Regions from separate parts of the Mus musculus genome. Here regions 2 and 3 are each linked to region 1. Evidence: chromatin contacts called from public HiChIP or PLAC-seq and promoter capture Hi-C data. All regions are on one chromosome and are shown on one strand. Each heading gives the region's core, a stretch centred on a gene start, on an enhancer-like site or on the middle of the called end of the contact. The rest is flanking DNA. Distances are from core to core; before and after follow the strand shown.

The links. Promoter capture Hi-C pulls out the DNA fragments that hold promoters and counts their contacts. HiChIP or PLAC-seq counts read pairs in DNA pulled down with a chosen protein or histone mark.
Region 2: an H3K4me3 HiChIP or PLAC-seq map of embryonic midbrain shows a contact between it and region 1, with 8 times the contacts expected there. The contact joins the enhancer-like site here to the promoter of Ano6 in region 1. A contact is called at or near these places in 10 of 39 promoter capture datasets (the C10 cell line, the HPC-7 cell line, HPC-7-derived erythroid cells and 8 more), 9 of 484 Hi-C or Micro-C datasets (CD4 T cells, CD8 T cells, cortical neurons and 5 more), 14 of 115 datasets of contacts at active chromatin or transcription factors (the SCID.adh cell line, bone marrow-derived macrophages, craniofacial prominence and 11 more) and 4 of 9 other capture datasets (adipose tissue, embryonic stem cells, liver and 1 more).
Region 3: a contact with region 1 is called in a promoter capture Hi-C map of the HPC-7 cell line. The contact joins the enhancer-like site here to the promoter of Ano6 in region 1. A contact is called at or near these places in 13 of 39 promoter capture datasets (the 3T3-L1 cell line, the C10 cell line, the HPC-7 cell line and 10 more), 1 of 484 Hi-C or Micro-C datasets (cumulus cells), 16 of 115 datasets of contacts at active chromatin or transcription factors (T-cell acute lymphoblastic leukemia, VIP interneurons, bone marrow-derived macrophages and 12 more) and 3 of 9 other capture datasets (adipose tissue, liver and pancreatic islet).

Annotation. Positions count from the first base shown.
Region 1 is chr15:95,789,236-95,793,061 of GRCm38.p6, reverse strand. Ano6 (anoctamin 6) reads right to left here and starts at 2,219. Exons shown (of 20, transcript NM_175344.4): 1 at 2,006-2,219. The coding sequence starts at 2,078. The region is part of intron 1 of A130051J06Rik (a long non-coding RNA gene); the gene reads left to right.
Region 2 is chr15:96,304,672-96,308,642 of GRCm38.p6, reverse strand. All of the region lies in intron 3 of Arid2 (AT rich interactive domain 2 (ARID, RFX-like)), which reads right to left. Among named protein-coding and RNA genes, the nearest start is that of Arid2, 19 kb to the right of the region's middle. Within about 2 kb of position 1,807, at least 5 of the 459 cell types and tissues checked have an H3K27ac peak or open chromatin away from gene starts, as enhancers often do.
Region 3 is chr15:96,323,417-96,327,320 of GRCm38.p6, reverse strand. All of the region lies in intron 3 of Arid2 (AT rich interactive domain 2 (ARID, RFX-like)), which reads right to left. Among named protein-coding and RNA genes, the nearest start is that of Arid2, 38 kb to the right of the region's middle. Within about 2 kb of position 2,015, at least 13 of the 459 cell types and tissues checked have an H3K27ac peak or open chromatin away from gene starts, as enhancers often do.

The DNA of each region.
Region 1 (3,826 bases), core at 970-3,469:
GAGACTTGCAGTTACAGCCATCTCCACCAGGGCACTTCTGCAACCGCTGCCCACACAGGACTTCTGTGGCTCCTTGGTAAAATTGAGCAAGTTTTTAAGAAAAGAAAAAAAACAAAAAAACAAAAAACAAAAAACTGTGCCCCATGGGTTCACTCATCACTGCACCTTTTGGGTTACTTCCGATGGTCACGACTTAACAAGGAAGACAACCATGGGAAAGATACCATTTTCAATTCTCCATGTGGGTTCATGCCAGGCAAGGAGGCTACTCCTGCACCTAAAGCGGTACCTAAATATTGAACAACGGCCAGAGTTAGTTCTCTAAGTACCGAGCAACAACCTGAAGTAACTGTTTATAAAGCCGGGCAACCCGGCCTCCCAGAAGACTCGGCTTCACACACGCGGGTGGAACACCTCCGTGATACATCTTCTACTTTAAAATGGTTTACTTTCGTTGTTTGAGGTTTGCCTTAGATGACGTTGGGGCCTCGTGTCAAAGTAACTTTCCTGCTCTGAATTTTAAAGCTAAGCAAAATTTAACAGAAATTAACATGGGCGCTGATTATGCTTTAAACAACTATACAACGCTCCCTCTAGTGAGGAGTCCCGAAGAGAGAGACTAACCAAGAGCTTTAACACTACAAGATTGGAGGCAGAGGTTTCAATTGCAGTCCTCCATTTCACCAGCGCCTCCTCTCCCACTGTTGGATTTAGAATTAGTTCATAATAGTCTATCAACCTACTTCAGTAAACCTTCAAGAAGGCTTATAATTCTGTAGTAACATAAACGTTCATAGGTTTGGTAAAACGTCTGGGACAAAAACATAACTATGATCCACATGAAATTCATAATTCAATAAAGGACAACCAAAAATTGCCAGGACCTGCTTAAACGTTGCCTGTCCAAACAGGCTGTCTGCTATCTAAAGTATGAATCTAAATACTGGAGGCTACAGTAAGAAGAGGCAGAGGTAGTTAACTACATCGGCTGTTTTACTTCGTGGAACAAGCATGAATTACATGGGTCAGTAAAAGCAAAGCCAGCCTACTGGCAGGGTCTGAAGACAACCTATGATGCCTATCATGTAACAGAGGCTAGACCAAATTAGATTTTCTTTCTAAATTGAAATCTGAGGGCAGCAAGGGCTTACACTCAGAGCCTCTTGCTTATGTCAATTTCTATTCCGGCTGGATCTCACTTGAGTGCCTCACTATGACAGACAAGAATATTTCCCTAAGAAACTAACTGTGCTAATACGAGTGTAACTTTTTAACGCTGCTCCCGTGGGTGGTATTTTATGTAAACGGTCACTTAACTGTTCAGTCTCATGAGACAAGAGCATCCTACATCCTTTACCCAATCAGCCGCCAGGTGCAGAGCCTTAACTTGCTCAACTCTGGGAAATCAGAAACTTCTACTTGACAGTGTGAGGCTCCAGGAAGGCTAACCTGGGCACACTTTTCTCCTCTCCTTAAAAAGGAATACTATTTGCTCTCTCCACAAAGAGGAGTGCCTGATAAACCGCTGTCACAATGAAAGGCCAAGGCTAAATCGCGGCGTGGAATTCCCAAGTTCGTCTAGACCTGGGAGTTACCAAATTCCTTTGATTGGTCTGTGAGCAAAACCTGAAAGGAAGGAAAAGCCACACCCAACTCCTAAATTTACTTTGTAAAGTGTTTGGAGGCCTTGAGAGGGAACATTTTGACATCCAGGAGGCCTGATGGAAACGTGCCACGGTCCTCCGCCCGGCGTCGCCCCGCGTCCCTGCCCCGCGCCCGCGGCTCCAGCCCTTTTGTTTGTGTCTCTGCGGGCTGGTGCAGCGGCGCAGCCTGTGGCCTCGGAGAATCCGGCTCAGGTGTGTCGTGAACCCGGGAGCAGGGGCCCCCAAAACACCGCCCGGAGCGGACGCAGGAAAAAGACCCGAAGTTGCTTGGGAGGTTCGGCTTCCGCGCAGAGGCGTCCGCCCCGGATCCCCCTTGCCCTGGCCCCGGTTCCGGCACTCACCAATGTCTCCATCCTCATCGTCGTCCTCCTCCAGCTCCATGTTCAGCAGGACCTTCCTAGTCATCATCTGCATGTCTCCCGGAGACCGTCACTCGGCTGCTCTCGGCTCCGCTCGGCTCCGCTCGGCTCGGGCCGCAAGCTCCGCTCTGCCCTCTCGGCACTGCCCCGCTGCGCTCCGCCCGCGCTCTGCTTCAGCAGGCGCTGCTCAGCCTGCGACTGAGCATGCCCAGAGGGACGCCGCCGCTCCCGCCCCAGATCAAACCGCCCCGGCTGCGAGGAGCCTGGGAGGAAGTCGGGCTGGGGGGGTTGGGGGAAGGGGAGTGGCAGAAGCCGGGCGAGCCGCGCCGCGCCTGCGGGGAGCGCTGCAGCCGCAGAGGCAGGCCGGCTTCTATGAGCTCACGAGGGTCTTTAATCTGCAGAATGACGAGACGTTGCAAGGTGCCCGCTTAGTGTGGGGGAGGAAAACGACACACGTGCGCACGGAGAGCCCCTGTGCCCCCGCCCGAAGGAGCACATGCGGGGAGTGGTCGCGGGGTGCCCTCCAAGCCCCGGAACTAGGCCGAACAAAACACGCCATAGCTACGTGTAAACTCTTTAATAAGACAATATGGGAAACTGTAGTACCAGGAAGGACAAAGAAACGAAAGGGGGAAATGACGGTAGAGAGTGAAGGAATGCCGCCCTGACAACCCAAGGACTGGGGCGCAGATGCGGCGGGAGTACCAAGTCCTTGGGTCTGCACAGCTGCTCTCAAGGACGCTGGTGAATGGTGGCTTCCCTGCAGTGCCCGGGTTGTCGCTCACTCCCTGGAGAAGCACTTGCCTCCTGAGCCCGTTCCTAGTCAATGTTCAATGACAAGACACTACTACATCCACTGTGTGTTTTATTCTTTTATATTCTTACCCTTTTCCTCTTTCGCCTCTCAGATGCTAGGAGTCCAGCCCAGCACCCCTGGCGTGCTAAGGGAGTACTCTCCACTTATCTATAGTCCCAACCTCATAGTTAATGTTCTCACTTGAAGGGAAAAAACATTGCGATCAATAATAACGCAGGAATTTAATCACGAATATGCACTAAAGGACAGTACAAATTAGAGAAAACGTCCAGGAGACGCTCTCCTTGCTCCTTAAGCTCCGGTTTTTACCAAAGAAGACTACTTGTAACATGAAAAGTAAGTGCAGAACTCTGGAGATCTTGAGAAGATGAGGAGACTATGAGAGGGAGAGAGAGGAAGAGAGGCCGGGACCAGTAATGCTAGCAATGACCCCTATGGCCTGAAATGCCATCTGCGACCTGTAATACCAGTTATGACCTATAATGCCAGCCCTCCAGAGGCCGAAGCAGGGGGACTCTGAAGCAAAACTCGGCTTCAGGACAGACTGGGAACTGAGAAGGGAAGGGAAGGCTTTAGTGAACTCTCGGTTCCAGAGGTGTGTGGGTTGCAGGAGGAAGTTTCCATCTTCATTTAGCCATGGCGATTTTCGTGCGCTGAGTCCGCTGAGTCCGGTACTAAAAGTTTTTACAGTGGTCGCTTCATCTCTGCCTAGGAGTTACTGCCACTGTTTCACCTGACCGCCCGATAGGTGAGCATCTTGTCTGCAACCACAGATAGCCAGTGTTGGGGTGGCCCTTTTACTATATGCACCTCAGAAAGTGCCTCCAGAGGCCTTTCCACCCACTTCTTCCAACCCACCCGGTCTCATCACTGACCTGCTAGGTTCTCTCAGCAGATGTAGAAGTTCTGGATCTTCCGACCTAAAGCTACTTTATAGCTCGAAAATTCTTGGGCTTGATTCTGACCTAAGTCTCAGTGAGTCACTT
Region 2 (3,971 bases), core at 558-3,057, 520 kb before region 1:
TACAAGGATCAGGGTCATCAAAGGCAGCCAGGGCAGGAGCTCAAACAGGAATCTGGAGGTAGGAACTGAAACAGACAGGAACAGGCTTGCTCCCCAAGACTTGCTTAGCCTGTTCTTATACAACCCAGGACCTAGGGATAGCAGTACACAGTGGGCTCAGCCCTCCCACATTAATCACTAACCAAGAAGATGCCTTAAAGACATGCCCTCAGACGGCTCTGATTCTTCTAGGAAGGTTCAGTCTCCCCAGGTGAGCATAGCTTGTGTCAAGATGACAAGACCTAACCAACACAACCTCCCTGTTTTCCTAGGACACAACAGACGTGCTTCTTGGTGTGCAGTCGTCCCTAACACAGGCATCCACCTGCACGGCTCCTTCATCTTTTCTGTCTTTACTCAAATGATACCATTTGGTATTTAAGGATGGAACTCGCTCATCCAAAGACTATGTCCCTTCAAGGAAGACTTTCCTTCCTTGTCTTATTACTTCACATAGCCGGTTTACTTTGTTTTTTCCTTTTAGTCCTTCCACTAATCCCAAAGATTATTCTCCGCCATCACTGATCCATGGTCAGTGGGCAGAACAGCACTCAGCCTGTAACAGAAACCATAAACTGGCTCTGTCTCACCAACTAAAACCTCCATTTCTGTACAGTAACAACTGTGCCTTTTCTGTCTCTATTAGTCATTCATTCTATGACCGACTAAATAAAGAGCAATAATTTACATGGCCATTAAATGTTTGGTCTCTGAGAGCAGACCAGCTCACTGCTTTATGTTTGTGTGCCCTTGTGTAAACTACTGACCCTTCTCTTAAACCTTAAGTTTCCTATTATTGTAATGAAATAGGCATCAATCTTATAGGATAGTGTTAAGAATTAAAATACTGCAGATAAGCATTACCCCCATCCAGGCAAACATCAACTGTCAGCTATGAAGTGATGGCAGGGAGCGCTGCTCCAACTCAAAACTGCTTCCGCCAGGTTATCACATCATTTCTAGTATCCATTTCTTCTGAGAGTAACTATTTTCAGAAAAATCCTGGATCTGCATATGCCGGCTTAAAACACCCAGCATCAGTTTATGCCAAATCTCGTCTACATACAAGTGTATTTTCATGCTGTTAAGTTATAACCCAGACAGGGAAACATTAACGCATGTAGTTTTGCTTAAATATTCTGTGAAGGCCAGGACTGCAGCTGAGTGGGTGCAGCACTCGCCCCACACGCACCATGCCCTGCGCACGGTTAAGCTGGGCGCAGCGGCACTGCCACTCTCCCAGGTCCTGGAGAAACAGGGACCATCAGGAGTGCAAGGCCACTTAAAGTCACAAAGAGTTCAAGGCCAAGCCTGATCACGAGACCCTCTCTTAAAGGAGAGAAAAGGAAAGAGAGTGATAAAATTATACAAAAGCAGCACTTATCACATATATTAATGTGTTTTCTTTGCTAAAACTGAGTCTTCATGTCTGCTTCATAAAACCGTATGAAGGGTTTAAGCTTAGGTCCAAATCACTAACTAAAACACTATACTTGTAATTCTGAATTATAGTTTTGAATTTTTTCAGACTATACCAAATTAGATTTCTTTCCCATTTGTTGAAAGAGCCTCCATAATGAGTTGCATGAATCCCTAAGAAACTGGCTGGTGACAGTGACAGGACAGTCTAACAGTTAAGCTACAGTGTACCAGAAAGTGACAGGATAGTCTAACAAGAGTTAAGCCACAGTGTATCAGCAAGTGACAGGATAGTCTAACAGTTAAGCTACAGTGTATCAGGAAGTTGAGGGAGGGCTTTAAATACATAACTACTTTGTTTGTGAAAGTCCTTGACTTCCATACAAAACCAAACAGGACTAGTACACTAGGTCCTATCTTGTAGAGTAACTGTGGAACTCCAGTAAGATAAACATAAGATCAACTGTTGTGCAGCACACCGATTTTACTGAAAAAAGATACAGTGAAACATTAGAAAACTACCAGCCCATAATCCCACAACTACCCCTACCTCTTTACTCTCTCTGCTTACTGCTTTCAAGTCAATTGTTATAATTATTATCACATGTGTTTGGTAACAAATGCTGGGTGTGTGCCCAATGCCTTATGAGTGTGTAAATACAGGTGTGCAGACACTGTGGCATGTGCAAAAGTCAGAAGACAACTTAGGGGTGGGCTTTCCACCTTGAGACTGGGTGTGTTGTTTTCCACGGTTTGTGCTCAATCAGCCCACATGCTTAAGCTTCCCCTGTTTCTGCTTCCCAGCTCCCTGCAGGGGCACTGGGATCAGAGACAACCATGCAGCACATCTGGCACCGCCATTGGTGTTGGGGATCTCAACGCAGGCCCTCAGGCTTGTACAGCAAGTACTCTTACACACGGAGCCATGTCTCCAGCCCTAGAACACCATTTTAAACGCCCAACTCCTGTGTGACCTTGAGCAATGTTTTTAAGATCCTTTGTCCAGTTTCTGGATTTACAACATCATAATAGGTTTGTGTCAAAGTGGGGTATAAAGGAGAATGAGTTCATGTAAACTACTCAGGACAGAGGTTTAAACAATGCAAATTTAATGAGTTAGATAATAAAATACACAGCCCAACTGTGATGTTGTCAGCCAGAAGTAGGCTGTTATAAAAACATTTTAAGAGAACTTTCTTTTTTTTTTTAAAGATTTATTTATTTATTTATTATATGTAAAGTACATTGTAGCTGTCTTCAGACACTCCAGAAGAGGGGGTCAGATCTTGTTACGGATGGTTGTGAGCCGCCATGTGGTTGCTGGGATTTGAACTCTGGACCTTTGGAAGAGCAGTCGGGTGCTCTAACCCACTGAGCCATCTCACCAGCCCCAAGAGAACTTTCTTACATTGAGTTTTTAAAATAAACCTTCCCACCATTCCTTCGTTTGCTATACTATAATTTCTTGTTATTAAAAAGGAAGATTTAGAAAGAATTGGTACCAGATTTACATTTAAAAAAAAGTTTAAGGTTTTCTTTTTTTCTTTTTTAGTTTAAAGTTTTATAAACAAAGCATTTTAAGTAACTGATTAAGCTTCCACCAGCAATTGTGTTATCCCAACCTGTGTTACGAATAAAATCCTTTAGGAAGAAGAAAGCAAAAGGACAATACTAAAGTGACCTACCACCCAAATGGCCAATAAAATAATGCCTATGCCTAAATTCATGAGATCATCTTTGCATCAGCATAAAGCCCATGTTTCAAATAACAAAGAAATCTCTACAATCTCCTTCCAGTGTTTCTTTAAAAAAGAATGGAGTTACTGCTAAGAAATAGGCAGTTCTGACCTGTGTCTCCTTGTCCTTTCTCCCCATCCTTCAGTAGTTAACTTCATGCAGGCAAGCACACCAGGAAGAACAGCTTGCCTCTATCACACAGCCTGCACTAGGCAGACTTCTTAAAGTCCATCCCATGAGACTGACGGTTCTGTCAATTAGTAGATTCTATAGCCATACTCAACTGCAACCATCTATGTGCTTTTTGCTTTCATCGTTAGGACACTGAACTTTCAGGCTCTGTAAGCTATTTTACTAAGGCTGCTATAAAATACTAAATGTGTATACAGCATCTAATATCCATTGCAACAAAACCCATTAAACTTAAGACTTGGTAAATTCCTACACGTTTGATTACAATGAATTGGCCAAGAGATTATCAAGTGAACAACATGCTGCAGAGACACACAGACACACACGCAACAAGGTTTAGAAGGCTAAAGGAATATCCAAGCAACTCTCAGGAGAGCAACACTTTTGGATTACCAAACTAGGCCTAGTGGTGAGGCTCAAATACACAAAGTAAACAACATTTAACTCGTGATGATGGATCGGAGCTGCACTCAGATCTCTAACTCATCTAGAGCTGGTAAGAACAATCCGCTCCGCTGGTCTAGGAGGTAGACACCTACAGTGAAACTTTTAAAATCAAATTACCCTTGACCTTTAAAACACAA
Region 3 (3,904 bases), core at 766-3,265, 530 kb before region 1:
CAATTTATAATTTAAAGGCTTATCTATAGTGAGCAAAGTATTGGCATCTCATGTATTTTTCTTATAAATTTACAAATATTATATAATGTATGGACCAGTCCTTTTCTATGTAACAAGTCCTTCTACAGAAGTAGCACAAGTTAAGCTTTAATGCATTAAGAGATGCAGGTCCTTGAGATTGCATATGCGTGTGCACACATGTGCATGTGTGTATGAGTGTGTAAGCATCTGTGTCCGTCTATGGCATATCAACTATGTAATTCATATGCACCCCCCAAAGGTCCATGTGCTAAAGGAATGTAGGTAAAATGCCGAGCACTTAGCCCCTAACAATAAGGACTTTGAGACTATTTACTAACAAATGCCTAGGCCTATCATAACTTTGTGTTCATTCTCCGACTAGCTTGTAACTTATTGAACCCATTCAAACTACCCAATGTCTTCTGCGTGGTGAGTTATCTCTCCTTTAGTCCTGGCCCCCTTCTTTCTTAGTGTCTTCCTCCATGCCTCTCTGTGACTAGCCCTCATCCCTCCCCAAGGCTCCTACTTCTGTCACTCTTCCTACCCCTCTCCATCTCCTATTCCCTGCCTCAGCTCATTGGCTATTGGCTTTTCTATCAACAGGCAATGCTTATAAGAGATCCTCTCTACAGCATCAGAAGTAGTTGAAACTTTAAGATGTCAGGCCTAGTGGGGAGTCTTATACTGTATCCACCCCTCTGTTTGTGATAACACAATGGCCGCCTAGGTCCTGAGAGAAAGTGAGGTGAACAGTGTGAAACAGCGGCACCGTGACATTACATCAGGCTGCTGTACAAGGGCTCCATGACTACAGAACAGCAAGATCACACAACCTAGTCTGATAATTCAGTGGCTACTCCGTGACTAACACTGTGAATTAATAAGCTAGACAAAGAAACAATTCTTGTCTCAAGTGGGACACTTACAGAACAGCACAAGCTTCATTATGCTACTGAGAATGACCTACAACTTAAAACATATAAATGGCATATTTTACAGAATTTGCCATTTTATCTTTTGAGAGCATGGTTCACAGCAGTTAACTCAAACTGCAGAATGGGACCCACGAACAAGGAGGAAGTCCTGAACTCTCAAGGGCACAAATACCACTGGCTCGAAGGTTGGACGCTATCGGGAAACCCTGCTAATCAAGGGTCGAAGTCTACAACTGTCCAGAGAGCTCTCTTGAGCTTGGTGCAAAATGGAGGACTCCCTTTACAAGCAGGGCTTCTCCTTCCTTTACCTTGGCTGGGGATCATGACTCCCAACCTTCTCTACTTGGGGAAGGGTGAGCAGTCTTTGTCAGATCTCCAAATTCAACTCCCTCTCCCCCATAGCAACCGGCCCAACCAGTACCTGGGATCCCTAGAGTGCCTCTCCACACAAATGAGGTACAAGTCCACCCTGGATAAAGGTATGTGTACAACTGAGACTGAAGTGGAAACTGAAGGGCTCTTTGGAAAGTCGGTTGGATGGTGTTTTGCTGGGGCAAACAGGTGAAGGAACATTTCCTTAAAGTGGACACAGGTGTGAAAGGCTAAGGCAGACATACAAAGCAGACACAGGGGAGATGTTCCACTAAAGCAAGCACGTCAAAGGACTCATGATGAAGGACTCTTTGCTAACAACATGAATGTATTAGCCCACCTTACATTGCGTAGTCGAGCTGCATTTGTCTGGTCTCCACAGACCCTGGCTGATTGGATGTGAGTGCTGAGGCAAGGCACATGGAGGACAGTGATGTTTGGGGGGGTATAAAAAAGACTCCACGGAGTGACAGAGACAGAGCTAGCTGTACAACGCTTGCTTGTGGGTCTTCACTGATCTTCACTTCCTGAGAGTGGCGCAGCCGAGAACTTCTGGTGTTCCTGTTGGTCCCTCCTGCTGACTGGAGCCAAGGCTGAGGCCTGGCTGTCTCTGCTAGCTGTGTCACCCATTGCTAACCTGATTCTACCAAATTAGACTACTGGTGTGTCCATGAAGTGTTTGCAAATGGATCAAGCTGCCAATGCATGCTAACCTGTGAAATGAACTGCGAATTTCCAGACAATACAGACGGGAATTGCTCCAAAGAACCTTTCTAAACAGATCTACTCCCCCCACACCCACCCTGGATTCCTTTCTTTTTCAATACCTCTGGTGGGTGGTGGGTTACAAGAAAGATTAAAGCGTTTAAGAACCATCATTAAAAATAAGATTTAAAAAAAAAACTAAAGGTACACGAGACCTTCTAAGAGCTGCTTCCTTGAAGTCTGCTGGAGCTGTTTCATTAAAGACTGTTGGAGAAGTTCTTCGTATAAGAGATATTAACACTAAGATCCTTCGAGAAGGCGAGTCTGTCTGTCAGTCTGTCTCCCTCTCTTCCTCTCCACACCAGCACTTGCTCCAGGTGGACTAGGATCCTGCCTACTCCGGACTCCACTTCCCCCTTGCAGTCCAGTGTACAGCTGCATCTGGACTCCAGGTGGGAGAAAGCGGAGGATGAAACCACAGCTTGACCCCAATATGCATCCAACAGGACACCATGACTTAAGAAAGAGACTTTTACTTGCATTTCAACTGTCGTATATCACACTGGTTATCAGTGTTCATCTCTTTAACTTTGCTATTGTCTTTGACTTTTACCAAATCATTTAATATAATGTTTCAACTATGGAATTAGTATCAAAATAGTGACCTAAAATAAGGTCAAATGTATCCTTAGATTATACTTTTCCACTGTAGAAAAGTAAGAGGCTTCATATTTTATCAAGTTTTAGGAGTAACCATCCCAGCCTCAGAATTAAAGAGTGCGACTTTGATATTACTCTTTAGGCTTCAAGATTATGCTTTTTGCAAAATTTGACAAATTTGAATTTAGCTGTTTCCTTATCTATTAAATGAATATTACAAAGGCTGGTTGGACAACTCAGTGGATAGACACACTTGCCAACAAACCCATGACCTGAGTTCAAACCTCAGGACCCATAACGGGTTGGAAGGAGTAGAGAACCAACTCTCACAAGTTAGCTGTTGACCTCAAAATGAGTGCCCCACTCCTCAAATAAATAAGGAATTTAATGTGATTTAAAATCTTTTAATGATAAAAACTTTTTTACAGCAAACACTTATAAGGTGACCATTTTCTCTTCTCTTGTCCTTTCCTCTCTGCTCTCATGTCTTTCCCAGTGCTGTAATCACAGGCATGTGCCACCAGATCTGGGCTATGAGATGCTGGGCACTGGACCCAGGGCTCTGTGTGGGACAGGCAAGGAGTCTACTAGATGAGCCACCTCCCCAGCCTCAAATTGATAATCTCATAAATTACATCCTAATTTAGGGTGATAGGGTCTAAAGATAATGTTTTAAAGTACAATCTATTTTGAGCTGTAATTATTACAACAAAATTTTTAGTATTGACAATATTTGATATATAAAGTACATGGTGTTTTCGCCCCTCAATTGTAAGGACCTTTTAAAATTCTCTTATTCTAAGATATTAATAAAGAGCACTAACAGGGATAACACTTACTATACATCTCACAGACTACCAGAAGTTAGTAGGAACAGTGTGTTGGATGGCATTGGGTGATACACATTAAAAATTATGAGGATAATTCTGCTCTCTGAATCAATAATATCCCCAACTAAGAACCTAGAAGAAAAATAAAAACATTAAATAAAAACTTTCAGATATACAAAAAAATGACATTAAAGCACATGGTAATTTAAATGGTTGATGACAGAAATACAGATATTAAGTTAGTTTAAAAGCTAGTTAATGATATGGAAAAGTTCCTGAGTATATATTTAAAAACCCAAGTAATTCTTATTTTAAAACGTGTACTTTTGAAAATGTCTAGGGGGTGGAAAGCACACTTCATTAAGTATGGTTCTTTCAGAA